2 separate regions of the Mus musculus genome follow, and region 1 is linked to region 2. A link is a contact called in public HiChIP or PLAC-seq data. All regions are on one chromosome and are shown on one strand. The core of a region is the stretch at or near the end of the contact, and the rest is flanking DNA. Distances in the headings are between cores, read along the strand shown.

What was found. HiChIP or PLAC-seq counts read pairs in DNA pulled down with a chosen protein or histone mark.
Region 1: a contact with region 2 is called in an H3K4me3 HiChIP or PLAC-seq map of embryonic stem cells, with 22 read pairs. The contact joins the promoter of Agap3 here to the enhancer-like site in region 2. A contact is called at or near these places in 3 of 39 promoter capture datasets (embryonic stem cells and neural stem cells), 19 of 484 Hi-C or Micro-C datasets (the CH12 cell line, the G1E-ER4 cell line, adipose-derived mesenchymal stem cells and 4 more), 5 of 115 datasets of contacts at active chromatin or transcription factors (embryonic stem cells and pancreatic cancer cells) and 4 of 9 other capture datasets (adipose tissue, embryonic stem cells, liver and 1 more).

The regions. Positions count from the first base shown.
Region 1 is chr5:24,447,044-24,453,595 of GRCm38.p6, reverse strand. Agap3 (ArfGAP with GTPase domain, ankyrin repeat and PH domain 3) reads right to left here and starts at 1,419. Exons shown (of 18, transcript NM_139153.2): 1 at 1,062-1,419. The coding sequence starts at 1,389. It overlaps Tmub1 (transmembrane and ubiquitin-like domain containing 1), which reads left to right and starts at 5,750. Exons shown (of 3, transcript NM_022418.3): 1 at 5,750-5,839.
Region 2 is chr5:24,318,289-24,324,038 of GRCm38.p6, reverse strand. Kcnh2 (potassium voltage-gated channel, subfamily H (eag-related), member 2) reads left to right here. Exons shown (of 15, transcript NM_013569.2): 10 at 775-968; 11 at 1,285-1,384; 12 at 1,818-2,093; 13 at 2,217-2,403; 14 at 2,617-2,794; 15 at 3,890-4,450. The coding sequence ends at 4,039. It overlaps Gm15589 (a long non-coding RNA gene), which reads right to left. Exons shown (of 4, transcript XR_003955875.1): 2 at 5,021-5,097. Among named protein-coding and RNA genes, the nearest start is that of Gm15589, 9.8 kb to the right of the region's middle. Within about 2 kb of position 1,523, at least 51 of the 459 cell types and tissues checked have an H3K27ac peak or open chromatin away from gene starts, as enhancers often do. A contact at or near this core is called in differentiating embryonic stem cells and embryonic stem cells, where this site is marked.

The sequences.
Region 1 (6,552 bases), core at 170-2,669, 130 kb before region 2:
CACTAAGGCGGAACCCACCACCTGCTGGTGGGCGTCCCCCTTCAAGCAGAGTTGGAAAAAGAAGCAGATGGACCAAGGCGAGGCCCATCTGTCCAAGCTTGCTAGAAGGTCAACACTGCCACTGGGGTGCCTGTTGCTACTGCCAGCCAGCCTCCACTACACCAAAGGTTGTGGGGCTTCTTGCCAGCAGTGTGCCCCCCAATTAACGTGCCTTTCAGTTGCCAGGGTTCAGGCCCATGTGCCCACAGAAAGGAACATTAGTAGGAGCAGTGCATGGCCTGAGGTTTACAGTCCCCCTACATCCAGGCCCGACCTCCCTGGAGGTCAGTCAGCATCCTGACATCCACATGGATGCCTGGGGGTTAGAAGGGACTGGCAAGCGCAGAGGGTTCATCCAGAGTCTCCCACGCGGCCACAGCTCCCCAGTCCTGCACCCAGGCCAGGCCCGCGCCCGCCCGACCGCAGAAGCGTGGGGGTGGGTGTGCGTCGGGAGAGGGCGCCGCGGGGAGCGCCACCCTCCAAAGCCTGCAGGAGAGGCCCAGGAAGGCTGCCATCCACTAACCCAAAGCTCTCTCTGATCCTCCACCCCTACAGCCCGGCTGGGCCAGGGCAGCTGCTAAGATTACTCTCAGGCATTAGCCCCACCTTCACGACCCACCAAGGTCTTCCGTCGCACCCAGCGAGCCTGACCGTGCCTAGCCAGATGTGGCCCCAGGCCCTCCCGGTCTTTGGCGACTCAGCGCATCAGTCCTTGGAGCGACAACCATCTTCACATCCCAGGTCACGGAGGAAAAAAAACAAAAAACAAAAAACGTGTCCACTGACACTGGACCGAGCCCACCGCCCCTAAAAAAAAGTGTTCCTGTATGAGACATGGAAAAACCTGGACTAGGGTTCTGCAGTGGGGGTTAGCAAACCGTGAACCTCAGCTCCATAAGACCCCTGAGCGCCAGAAAGGGGCAGGGCCGAGGCCGTGAAGGACCCTCGCCCCCCACCCGCCACCGGCCAGCGCTGCAAAGGCCACCGCGTCTCAGCTCCCGCAGGCCCCCGGCTCCGCTCACCCTCGATGGAGATGACGTGCTCCCGGATCTGGTTCTGCAGCGCCAAATCCTCGATTCGCTCGATCAGGTCGTAGATGGCGTAGATGTTGGGGTGTACCGACTCGAAGCGTTGGATCTCGGCTCGGATAGCGGCCGAGTTGGAGAGCGCGAACTGCTGGGGGGGGCCGCCAGCCAGCTGCTGCGAGGGGCCGCCACCCCCGGCTCCGGGCCCCGCGCCGCCGAACTGCCCGCCGCCCCCCGCGCCGCCGCCGCCGCCGCCGCCGGTCCCCGGAGCCGCCAGGCTCTGCTGCTGCTGAGGACTCTGGCCCCCGCCTGCCTGGAAGTTCATGGCTCCGGAGGCGCGGGCCCCGAAGCGGGCCCAGCCAGGGCCTGGGGCGGCGCGGCGGCGGCGGCGGCGGCAGCGACCAGGCGCGCGGGGCTGGCGGAACCCTAACTACTAAGCGCGCGGCGCCGGTCTAGCGCATGAGGCCCGGAGCCGAGGCCAGAAGGCGCGGCCGCGCACGCTGGGGCCGCCGCCCGGCGTTTACCCGCGCTGAGATCCCGCCGCCTCGGAGCTGCCTCCAGCGGCAACAACAACGGGACCGGGAGCGCGCGGCCCGGGCCCTCCCCCCGCGTCATGCGCACGCACCGCCGCCCCCGCCGGCTCCGGCACACGCAGCCTAGCCCCCTCCCAGCCGCCCCCGCCCCTCCAGCGTCGCCCTGCGCCCCCGCCCCTCCTCTCTCGCAAGCGCCTTAGCCTCCACCCCCAAGAACCGCGTGCTGGCCGCGACGCGCGGCCCCACCCACCCGCGTAGGCCCTTCCGCCCGCTAACCCGCCCCAAAGCTAGACAGAAGCCTCGAGGGCCTCCCGCCTGGGGACACGATCACGCTGTCCCCACGTCCGGCCAGCTGTCATTGCTACCTCTCTACGTCGCTCTAGGCCCGTGTGGAATCCTTGGGCTACTCAGAACTGTTCTCTGTGCCTGAGGGTGCTGATAAGTGGGACTGATTGGCGGAGAAGCTCGCCCAGGGGCGCCACCCTCTTTCTTTTAGTGCTGCAGCAGCTCCTCTGTCTCCAGGCCTCGAGGTCAGCCCTAGGGATCTTGCCAGGGTTCTCTTCCCTGGCTCTCTGCCCCCGACCCCGGCCCCCGGGCCCCCAGTCTCCACTGTCGACTGCACCTGAGAGACTGGGACGGGCTCCCCGTTCCTATGTCCAGTTCTCTCTGAGAGTTTCACTCAAGAGACCCTGCAAGCTTGAAACAACAGCGTCCCAATTCTTATCTCCCAGTGACAGCCCTCTCCCAAAAGACCCTCCCTGCCATACTGAAAAGGGCCCATTGGTTCATTACAGAAACTCAGCAGAACCCACATGGGTCTCATAATTTTTCTTGACAGACCTTGTCTTTTCTTGATAGACCCTGTCTATCCTATGCCTTCCTAGGGCCAGAGATCACCCTTCAGTGTCCCAGTTCTTCTGTATTCCCATTATCAAAGTTGTCTTCAGCTGTGTTAACCCACATCCCCAACACAGATCCTCAAACCTGGAGGTGGCATGTGCAAGGGAATGACCCTGTGGAATAAATCTGCTAGAGGATGCCAGGTATCATGATGTACACGTTAGCCCAGCACAGGGGCCATACAGTAGGAGGATTAGTTCAAGGACAGCCTGAGCTTAATAGGGAGTTCAAAGCCAACCTGGGCTATATATGACCTTTTTTTAAAAAACAAACAAACAAAAAACCCAAAACCAGCTGAATCTGAGTACATGACTAAAGTCCTGGCGTTAGGAAGGCAGAATCTAGATCACCAACTCTGTCTCAAAAATGAAAAGCAACACTAGGCAGTGGTGAGGTGCACACCTTTAATCCCAGCAGAGGCAGGGGCAGCAGATCCATGAGTTGAAGACCTGCTAGGGCTACACAGAAAAACCCTGTCACAAGAAAAAAAAAAGTCTTATTATGTCTGAAATAATTATGCTATGTCAGGCATAAATGTTTCAAGGTTTGTATAACCCTCATCTAACTTTGATGTAGATTATGGTCTTTGTGCATTTTGCCTTTTAACTCTGTACCCCTGAGCTTGGACACCAACAGACTTCAGAGATGAAAAGCAACTCTTGGTCTGACCATTAATAAAAACTTAAAACTTTTAATTAACTTAATCAACATAGTAATCAATATGACCTTAAGGGGTCAGTTCACCATTGATACATGTCCTGCAGACCTCTCTGCTGAGCCTTACTAACCCTCCTGGGCAAATGCTCTACACATAGCTCTATATGTGTATGGTGTATCCCCTGTGTGTGTACATATATGTATTATGTACAGACAAGTACCTGCTGCCTGTGAAGGTCAGTATCCTCTGGGACCGGAGTTATAGAGACTCTTGAGTTGCCGTGTGGTATAATGAGAAGTGAGCCTAAGTCCTCTGAAAGAACAGCCACTGCTCTTAACCGATGAGCCATCTTTCCAGCCCACATGTCATCTTTTTTTACACTCATTTCCACTTCAAAGGGCAACTTGGACTTTTCCCCAAAATAAAATTTCCTAGTATTTTACTTTTTACACACCTTCCCATATTTCTCTTAGTTTCCAAAGGATCAGGCACAAACCAATCAACTCCCAACTATTGAGTGATGCGAGCTTCTATCTGTATGATGTTAGGAATGTCTTGTAAAATTTCTGGTCTTAATCTGAAAACTGAAGTAGTTCAACAAAAATATAGCTTTTCTCATAAAAAAAAAAGTATAGTTCTACTTTACAATTCTAAAACTAATATTAATACTCTGGCCAGGTGGTGGAGGTGCATGGTTTCAATCCCAGCACTCAGGAAGCAGAGGCAGAAGATCTCTGTGAGTTCAAGGCCAGCCTGCTCTACATCAAGAGTTCCAGGTCAGGGCTACATATAGAAACCCTGTCTTGAAAAATAAAAATACAAACCAACAAACCTATAGCATCTCTGTTAGATTCTTAGAATTGGCAGCAAGAAGTTCCCCAGAACTTGAGAGGGAGGGAAACACTCCAAAGTGCTGCCCCAGCCACCAGCACATGCCTACCTTAACATTCATTGATTGTCTATCTGCATATCTGTTCCTCTATTAGTATGTATCAGTGAGGGCAAGGAGAGAAAGCATTATATGCCCAGTATCTTGCACAATACCTAGCATATAAAACATATATACTCAAATATAGCATAAATGAAGAAATATGAAGAAACTAGACAGAAGTTAATTCCTTACTTTATAAATCCAAACTAATGTGCCCAAGGCAATATTTGATCTGGTCTTAATCTGAAAACTGAAGTAGTTAAACAGAGGTCCCATCCATAGAAGAGCAGAGTAGGTTATCTTTAATTAAGACTGGACTGGATGGGGCTAGAGACATGGCTCAGGAGTTAAGAACATTTGCTGCACCTGTTGCTGCTCTTGCAGAGGACCCTAATTCGGTTCCTAACACCTACATGGCTCCAAAAAACTGCCTATTACTCTAGTACTTCCTCTGACCTCCAGAGACGCAAGGCTTGAGTGTGGTGTACTTAAATATACTCAGGCAAACACCCATACAAATATGATATACAAACCCTTGTTTTTAAAAAACTAATTAGGGACTTGTTCTGCAAGCATACGGGCCTCCATTTGACTCCTCAGTATTCATGTCAGAAACCAGGCTTGGGAGCCTCTGCCTGTACCCTTAGCATAAGAGAACAGAGACAAGTCACACAGACACACATGCATGTGCAAACTCCCAAGTCAAAACTGGTCTGTAAAATCTGGGATTCAAGATTTCTGCAGATATTGGAGTCAAAGGAATAAGAAAAAATCTACAGAGATTGGCTGTCACAGATCCATCGTTATATCCTTTATGTGGAAATACTTTTTTAGGGGTGGGAGAATAAAACAGGGTCTTTCTAGGTGACCAAAGTTCTCAACCTCCTAATTGTCCTACCTCAAACTCCCAGTGCTGGGATTACAGGGCTATGTCACCATACTTAGCCAGTTTCTCAGTTTACGTTTTGGTGAAGCCAATGCATTAATACTAGGCGAGCAAAATACAAAAAAATACATAAATTTTACAGAGCTGTCATACTTATTTAATAAAACGAGTTTCTTCTTTCCAACTGACCTAGAAGAATTATACTTGTTCAGAGATTAAATAACCCACCAGAGATTATATAGCTGATGAGTGTCTACATGAGACCGCAGGATGTACACTCAGTTCCAAAGTCTATGCCATCTTTACAATCTCATAGGGACACAGTGCAGCAGAGGCCAGGAGACAGCTGGCGTCAGGCACTCTCCCTAGCAAGTGGGGCAGACAACCTACACCTTCTCAGCAACAGAGTCAATTTAGAAAACCAAGCTGCTTTTTGGCGTCCACAATGACACAGGCTTGGCTGGGTAGTGGCCACCTGCGCTTCCCAGAGCCTTCATCACTGCATCACCAACGCGGGTGCTCTGACATGCTGCAGGATGACGTTGGTGTCAGGAGTGACAGATGCTCCAGCAGCTGGCAGCGGAGATAGAGTTTCTTGCTGCTGACCAAATCTCTGTGGACAAGCAGAAACCCCAGGGTCCTTCCCGTGGGCCCATCGACGATCCAAGGGTACCGGCAACATCTGGTCCAGCCCGGCACGTGGGTTCACAGGGAGGAGGGCGGGAACTAAACAGGGCGAACTACAATCCCCACAATGCTCCCGGGCCGCGGCAGCAGGGAAGGAGAGGGACCTCAGGTGTCTGCGACCTCGGTGCCTTCGGCCCGGAAGTGCCCGAGGAGCCGAGATGGAGCTGGTGGAGCTGGGCGGTGAGTCGCTGTGCGTGGCCGCGCCCACCGGGTCGCCCCAGGCCACAGCTGGGACCTGCTTGCCCCGCCCCGAGATAGCTGGTGCCCTCCAGTAGCTCTGGGGGGCGGGCAGATGGGAGGAGTGATGGAGTAGTCGTGGGGAGGGCTAGGTCTAGGTTCTCCCCGAGGGATCAAGGGTCTGGAGACCTCTGGGTTTGGAGCCCAGGAGGCGCTGGGAGACTGCTGCGGGGTGGGCTTTGGGTGGACCCGAGAAGGTGCCGAGCTGAGTAGACAACTCCCAAGACTCCAGATTGGCCAAGGGTGGAGTTTGACATTTGGGGTTGTCTAGGAAGCTTTGGGAAGTGGTCTTTGTTGTGGGTGGGGTTTGGGTAAATGGTAAGGGGGAGGGCAGGGGGCTAGAGAGACACTTTTATCAGAGAAACTTAAGCGACAGGGCATCAGATGAGCTTTGCTATAAATAGGTGAAGGAGTGAACTTTGGGATGAAGTGAACCAAAGAATAGGTAAGCTTCTGGGTAAAGTTTGATGAAGGTTACATTTAAGGAGAGGGTTGCTTAGAAAAGCAAGGCCCTTTCTTGAACGTAAGGTTTCGGTGAATCGGGTGCTGAATGAAGATCTAGAACTCAGATAGCAAAGCTAGCACTTGGAATCTGGTGATGGGAAGGGACGTTACCCAAAAGCCAAGTTTGGGACTACAGGATGCTGCATCCTGGG
Region 2 (5,750 bases), core at 274-2,773:
TCCACCTTCACTAAGGACACAGTTCCCTGAAGCTTCATGTCCCAATGGCCTGTGGCCATTGTGTGCATGGATGGCACTTGGACAGTGGAGGCTTCTTGCCCTCCCATGGTTGTTTTTTGTTTTTTGTTTTTTGTTTCTTGTTTCTTGTTTCTTGTTTTTGTTTTTTGTTTCTTGCATCAAACTTTTGCCCATGGCTTATAGACGTGCCCATTTTAGACTTTTATTTCACAGTTCAGCCCAAACATGTATACCACTCCACAATTTATTCCCTTCCCAGCGAAATCAAGTTTTCCTACACACGTGAGCACATTTTGGTCTTTTCTGTGCTTCGCTGTGCTAAGCTATGCTATCCTGAAATTTCTTTCAGTAAAACAGTACTGGTTCTGATTGACCACAAGCTGCCTTTTATAGTCTTAAGACCATAGTTTATAGGGAACTGTACTTTGTTAGGAGGGTATCTGAGGATAGAAGTAGAGTTGTCCCAAGGAAACCACCACTGCTGTAGGCAGAGCTGGAGCATCCTTGGCGGTTTCTAGCTGAGTAGTTGCTGAGAGACTCCAAATCTCTGGTCCTTCCCTCTGCCACCTCTGGCCACTGGTGTTTCCCCATCTGCTGAGAGCCCTGAGCATGTGAACTGGCTCAAGCTGCCTTGGCTGTGTGGCTGGGAGTTGGATGACTGGAGATGCTGTGCAGGGTGGAGCTGACCCAGAGGGTGCCCGCTCTTCTCCCACCGATGCCATGGGCTCAAGCCTTTGTCTTCTGCACGGCCTCCAGGGAAGAACGACATCTTTGGAGAGCCTCTGAACCTATATGCCCGTCCTGGAAAGTCCAATGGGGATGTGCGGGCCCTCACGTACTGTGACCTGCACAAGATCCATCGTGATGACTTGCTGGAGGTGTTGGACATGTATCCCGAGTTCTCAGATCACTTTTGGTCTAGCCTGGAGATCACCTTCAACCTTCGAGATGTGAGTGGGCCATCTCAAGAGCTGCCTTTATCCCCAAGAGAGCTGATGATTGACAGGCTGCCCCTTCCCTGTGACTGTGGAAAACAGCTTCTTTGCCTGCTTTTCTGTCTTTTTACAGTCAGATCAGGCTATGGAAGTACCAACCTCAGGGTGTTGGGGGAAAGTGACACAGGGTGGGATGGGGGTAGGGAAAATTCTTCCCCACAGCCCCACCTCCCTAGGTTAAGGAAGGGGTGCAGTTGCCTGCCCCACCCCCATATTCCAGGACAGCCAGGCAGGATGGACCTAAGGGCTCTGACTGTTCTCTTCGTTGCAGACCAACATGATTCCTGGCTCCCCAGGCAGTGCAGAACTAGAGAGCGGCTTTAACAGGCAACGCAAGCGCAAACTGTCATTCCGCAGGCGTACAGACAAGGGTGAGATGGTCAAGGGGAGGGCAGGAGGAGAGTGGAGGGCAGAGGGGAGTGCGGGCAGGGTCAGGCTGTGCAGGCTCCACCCCTTGCCCAGCGTTCAGGCACGCAGTCCTCCAGTGCACCCCACCCCCATGCCTCCCTTCCACTGGACAAAGGCTGGGCTTTTGGTCTTTATTATGCCTGAGTGTTGTCTAGCGGGCCTTGACCCCTTAAAGAGAGGAGGGAGGTGGCAGGAGGGAGCACAAGAACAAAGGAATAAGCAGAGGGCTACAGAGAGCCAGAGATCTGGAGTCAGAAGTGACCCCCCCCCCCCGGGGTGTGGCAGGGCGCGAGATAAAACAACTTTGTCCGTCCTCACACTCTGCCCCTTGCTCAGCTCCCCTTGCCCGTCCCCTGTTCTCCCCTCTCTCTGAGGTATGCTCTCTGTTTCCCACAGACACAGAGCAGCCAGGGGAGGTGTCAGCCCTGGGGCAAGGCCCTGCCCGAGTTGGGCCAGGGCCGAGTTGCCGGGGACAGCCGGGAGGGCCATGGGGGGAGAGCCCATCCAGCGGCCCTTCCAGCCCAGAGAGCAGTGAAGATGAGGGCCCTGGTCGCAGCTCCAGTCCCCTCCGCCTGGTGCCCTTCTCCAGCCCCAGGCCTCCGGGAGACCCCCCAGGTGGGGAGCCTTTGACAGAGGATGGGGAGAAAAGTGACACCTGTAATCCCTTGTCAGGTAGGCCTGGGCCTTGGGGTGGGGGTGGGAGTGAGTGAGTGTGGGGGATGGGCAGTATGGGGGATGGGTAGGGACTGGCAGGGGCCTGACTTTCTTCCTGACCCCACTCCTCTCTGGCTCCAGGTGCCTTCTCTGGGGTGTCCAATATTTTCAGCTTCTGGGGGGACAGTCGGGGGCGCCAGTACCAGGAGTTGCCTCGATGCCCTGCCCCTGCCCCCAGCCTCCTCAACATCCCCTTGTCTAGCCCTGGTCGGCGATCCCGGGGTGATGTGGAGAGCAGGCTGGACGCACTCCAGAGACAGCTGAACAGGTAAAGATGGGTGCCCAGGGAATGGGCACGGGGTAGGCTGCACTGTGGGGGAACTTGGGGCCTCTTTGGGTTTCTGCTGATGTTTCAGGGGTGCTCTGTCTAGGACTGTCTGTGCCAGGCAGGTGGACCCTCTCCTTCCTCAGCTGCATGAGGAGGGAGCCTAGAGTGAACCAGCTATCTCCACTTCTGAGAAATCTTCCTTCCTTGCCCCAGGCTGGAAACCCGGCTAAGTGCAGACATGGCCACTGTCCTACAGCTGCTACAGAGGCAAATGACCCTGGTCCCTCCTGCCTACAGTGCTGTGACCACCCCTGGGCCCGGCCCCACTTCCGCATCCCCTTTGTTGCCTGTCGGCCCTGTCCCCACTCTCACCCTGGACTCGCTTTCTCAGGTACATTCTAGAGCCCACTCCCAGCCTCCAGCCGCACCCTCTCTGCCCCAACGACTGCACAGCTGCTGGGTGTGAAATGTGGCTTCCTCACCCCCATCCTCTTCTACCTGCTCCTGCCAGGCAACCTAAGGGCCAGATGTAAACATGATGTCTGAGCCTGGGCCTTGGGTCTGGATGCTGCCTGAGAGTGGTCCCTGCTGTGGTTATCCCCCTCTGACTTTGCCGCCTCTCATCTTGGCTCTTACTCTAGCAGTGCTATAGCCTCCTGAAGGCTGCTGGCATGTCCAGGGTGCCAAGATCAAGGCTCTGAGATAGGACCTCCCTGATCCACATCTCTTCTCTTTGAGTAACCTCCTGAAGGACAGCTGTAGCTGGGTCTTTTCTGCCAGCTCTAGCTTTGATAGGTGCTTGAAGGGGGTGGGGGTGGGGGCTCCTATGGCACCCAGAGGTGGCTTGGGATCTACTCCCACCCCCAGCTCTGCTCCCTGTCCCATATGCTGCTTGCTCCTGTTTGCAGACACCAGGGCCCACGTCAGCAAATGTGCCAGTCTCCCTTCACAGCCTCCCCCGCAGGGATCTCACCAGTAGACACGTCAGCACCCACAAATCCCTCCTGCCCGCCCTAGCGCTCTCCCTGGCCTCAGAGACCTGGCCGCTGGCCCACTGTTGTTTCCAGGGCCCCAGGGTTCTTTGGAAAATTGCAAGGAGGCACCTTGTCTCTCTCTGTCTTAGCTGCCTTCCCAAAGCAGGGACTTCTTATTCCATGTAGGCTTTGCTCCCGCTGCCCTGGCACATTCCCTAGGGAAGGGAGAGGCTAGAGCTTGGAATCCAGCTTCTCCGGGTCCAGAGCAAGGTCCTCTGTCAGGGTGGCTGTGAGTGGCTCTCAGCCCTTTCATTTGGCTCCTGCCACAAAGGTGCATTTCTTTACAGAAGTTGCAGCCTTCTTGTCCCCTCAGGTCCCCACTCTGCCCACCTAAGCCTCTCTGACCTCCAGTCTCCGCCCCTTCCTCCTCCCCCACGTTTCTGACCTCCGGTCTCCGCCCCTTCCTCCTCCCCCACGTTTGAGTGCCTTCTCAAGCTCTGTGGTCTTTGCAGGTTTCCCAGTTCGTGGCGTTTGAGGAGCTTCCTGCAGGAGCCCCAGAGCTCCCCCAAGATGGCCCCACTCGACGCCTCTCCCTGCCCGGCCAGCTGGGGGCCCTTACCTCCCAGCCCCTGCACAGACATGGCTCAGATCCAGGCAGTTAGTGATGCTGCCCACTGTGGACATGTGGCTCACCCTGGGTTCAGGGCATTACCTGACCGCTCTCCTTGGAGACCCTGGTTTGGAGGGGAGACCTGTGCAGAAGCACCTCCATCCCCACCCTTGGGACCAGCATCTCCTCCTGCAATACCCTGGGCCCCACTGGGAGGGGCAGGACAGAGCTGGGCAGTGGATGGGGGTCTGTGGTCCCCCCACTGCCCTGGGGGCATTAGCTGGTCTAACTGCCCGGAGGCACCGGCCCTGGGCCTTAGGCACCTCAAGGACTTTTCTGCTATTTACTGCTCTTATTGTTAAGGATAATAATTAAGGATCATATGAATAATTAATGAAGATGCTGATGACTATGAATAATAAATAATTATCCTGAGGAGACTCCAGGGTGCTGGTTAGCTTCAGCCATCACCTGCTGTATCTCATGTTTATGTTCTAAACGTACTTAAGTGGCAGTGCCAGAGCCTCTGTACAGGGATCCTGGCCTCTCTATGTCCAGGCCTACAGGGGTGACCAGATATCCTTCCCCTTTTCTGTGTGTGTGTTTGTGTGTGTGTGCGCGCACACATGTGCGGGCACATGCCTTCTCATATACCCATGTACCCATGTACATAAAAGATGGAGAGTGTTTCCTGGAGCCAGACAATATGGTCCTGGATTTGGGACAACCAAGCCATGTGGGCTACTTTGAGTCTGATAGGCTACTTGTACCCTGAGTGCAACCCTTCACAATCATGCTGATTTACTTCCTGGGCACTGGTCCTAAGTCAGCCCTACATGGTAAAACCACACACTTGTCCCTCTCAAATAGTTCACAAGTCCGGCATCACACCCACCTGGGTTCTCTTTGGTCAGAGTTCAGCTTCCCTACCCCTCATTGGCTTTAGGTTGACCTTGTATAGTTGGGTCTCACATGGGTCTGGCTTCCCCACTGTGACCAGCACATACCTGTGTCTAGCTCCAGGTGATCTTACCTTGATTACCTTGGTCCCTTGTGACTGTTGGCCACAGAGGAGCTGCTGAGAAGATGGAGGTTGCAAGGTGGCTCATTCTGTTGGAAGTAAGTCAAGCATATATCTTGAGGATAGTGACGATTCCCCTTGCTTATGTGTGCAGGTTTGTGTGCACTTGTGTTGTTGGACTTGTGAACACACCCTGCAGAGATGATGCCTGCATGTGCCAGGCAAAGGCAGCGGTGAGTTTTGCTATAAGGCTGGCTTATAGGTGACAGTGCTGCCAGAGGCTGCCCAGACTGGTCCTCAAGATCCCTCTCCTCCTCTGTCCCTTTGAGATGAGTATGCTAACTTTGAAGATAAGCATGGTAGAGCAGCCTAGAGACTCTCCCAGCACCCAGTCAGGAAGAAGGGAGGGACGTCTCACCTGGACCAGAGCCTGGTGATACTGGAAGAGATAAAAGGAAGAGACTTAGGATTTCCAGGTTGAGGCTGAGTGGCAGGCAGCAGTGGAGTGGCTCTGCTTCTCACTTGGTCCCTCTCTACCTGACATGTCACACCTTGTCAATTATCCATCTGTCTATTAAGTACATATATGTACACACGCACATACACGCACACATCAGGCTGCTCACAACAATCTGTAACTCCACTTCCAGGTGGTCTGATGACCTCTTCTGACTTCTGTAGGCCCCAGGCATGCATGTGCTACACAGACATACATGCAAGCACTTAAATAGATACATAAAGT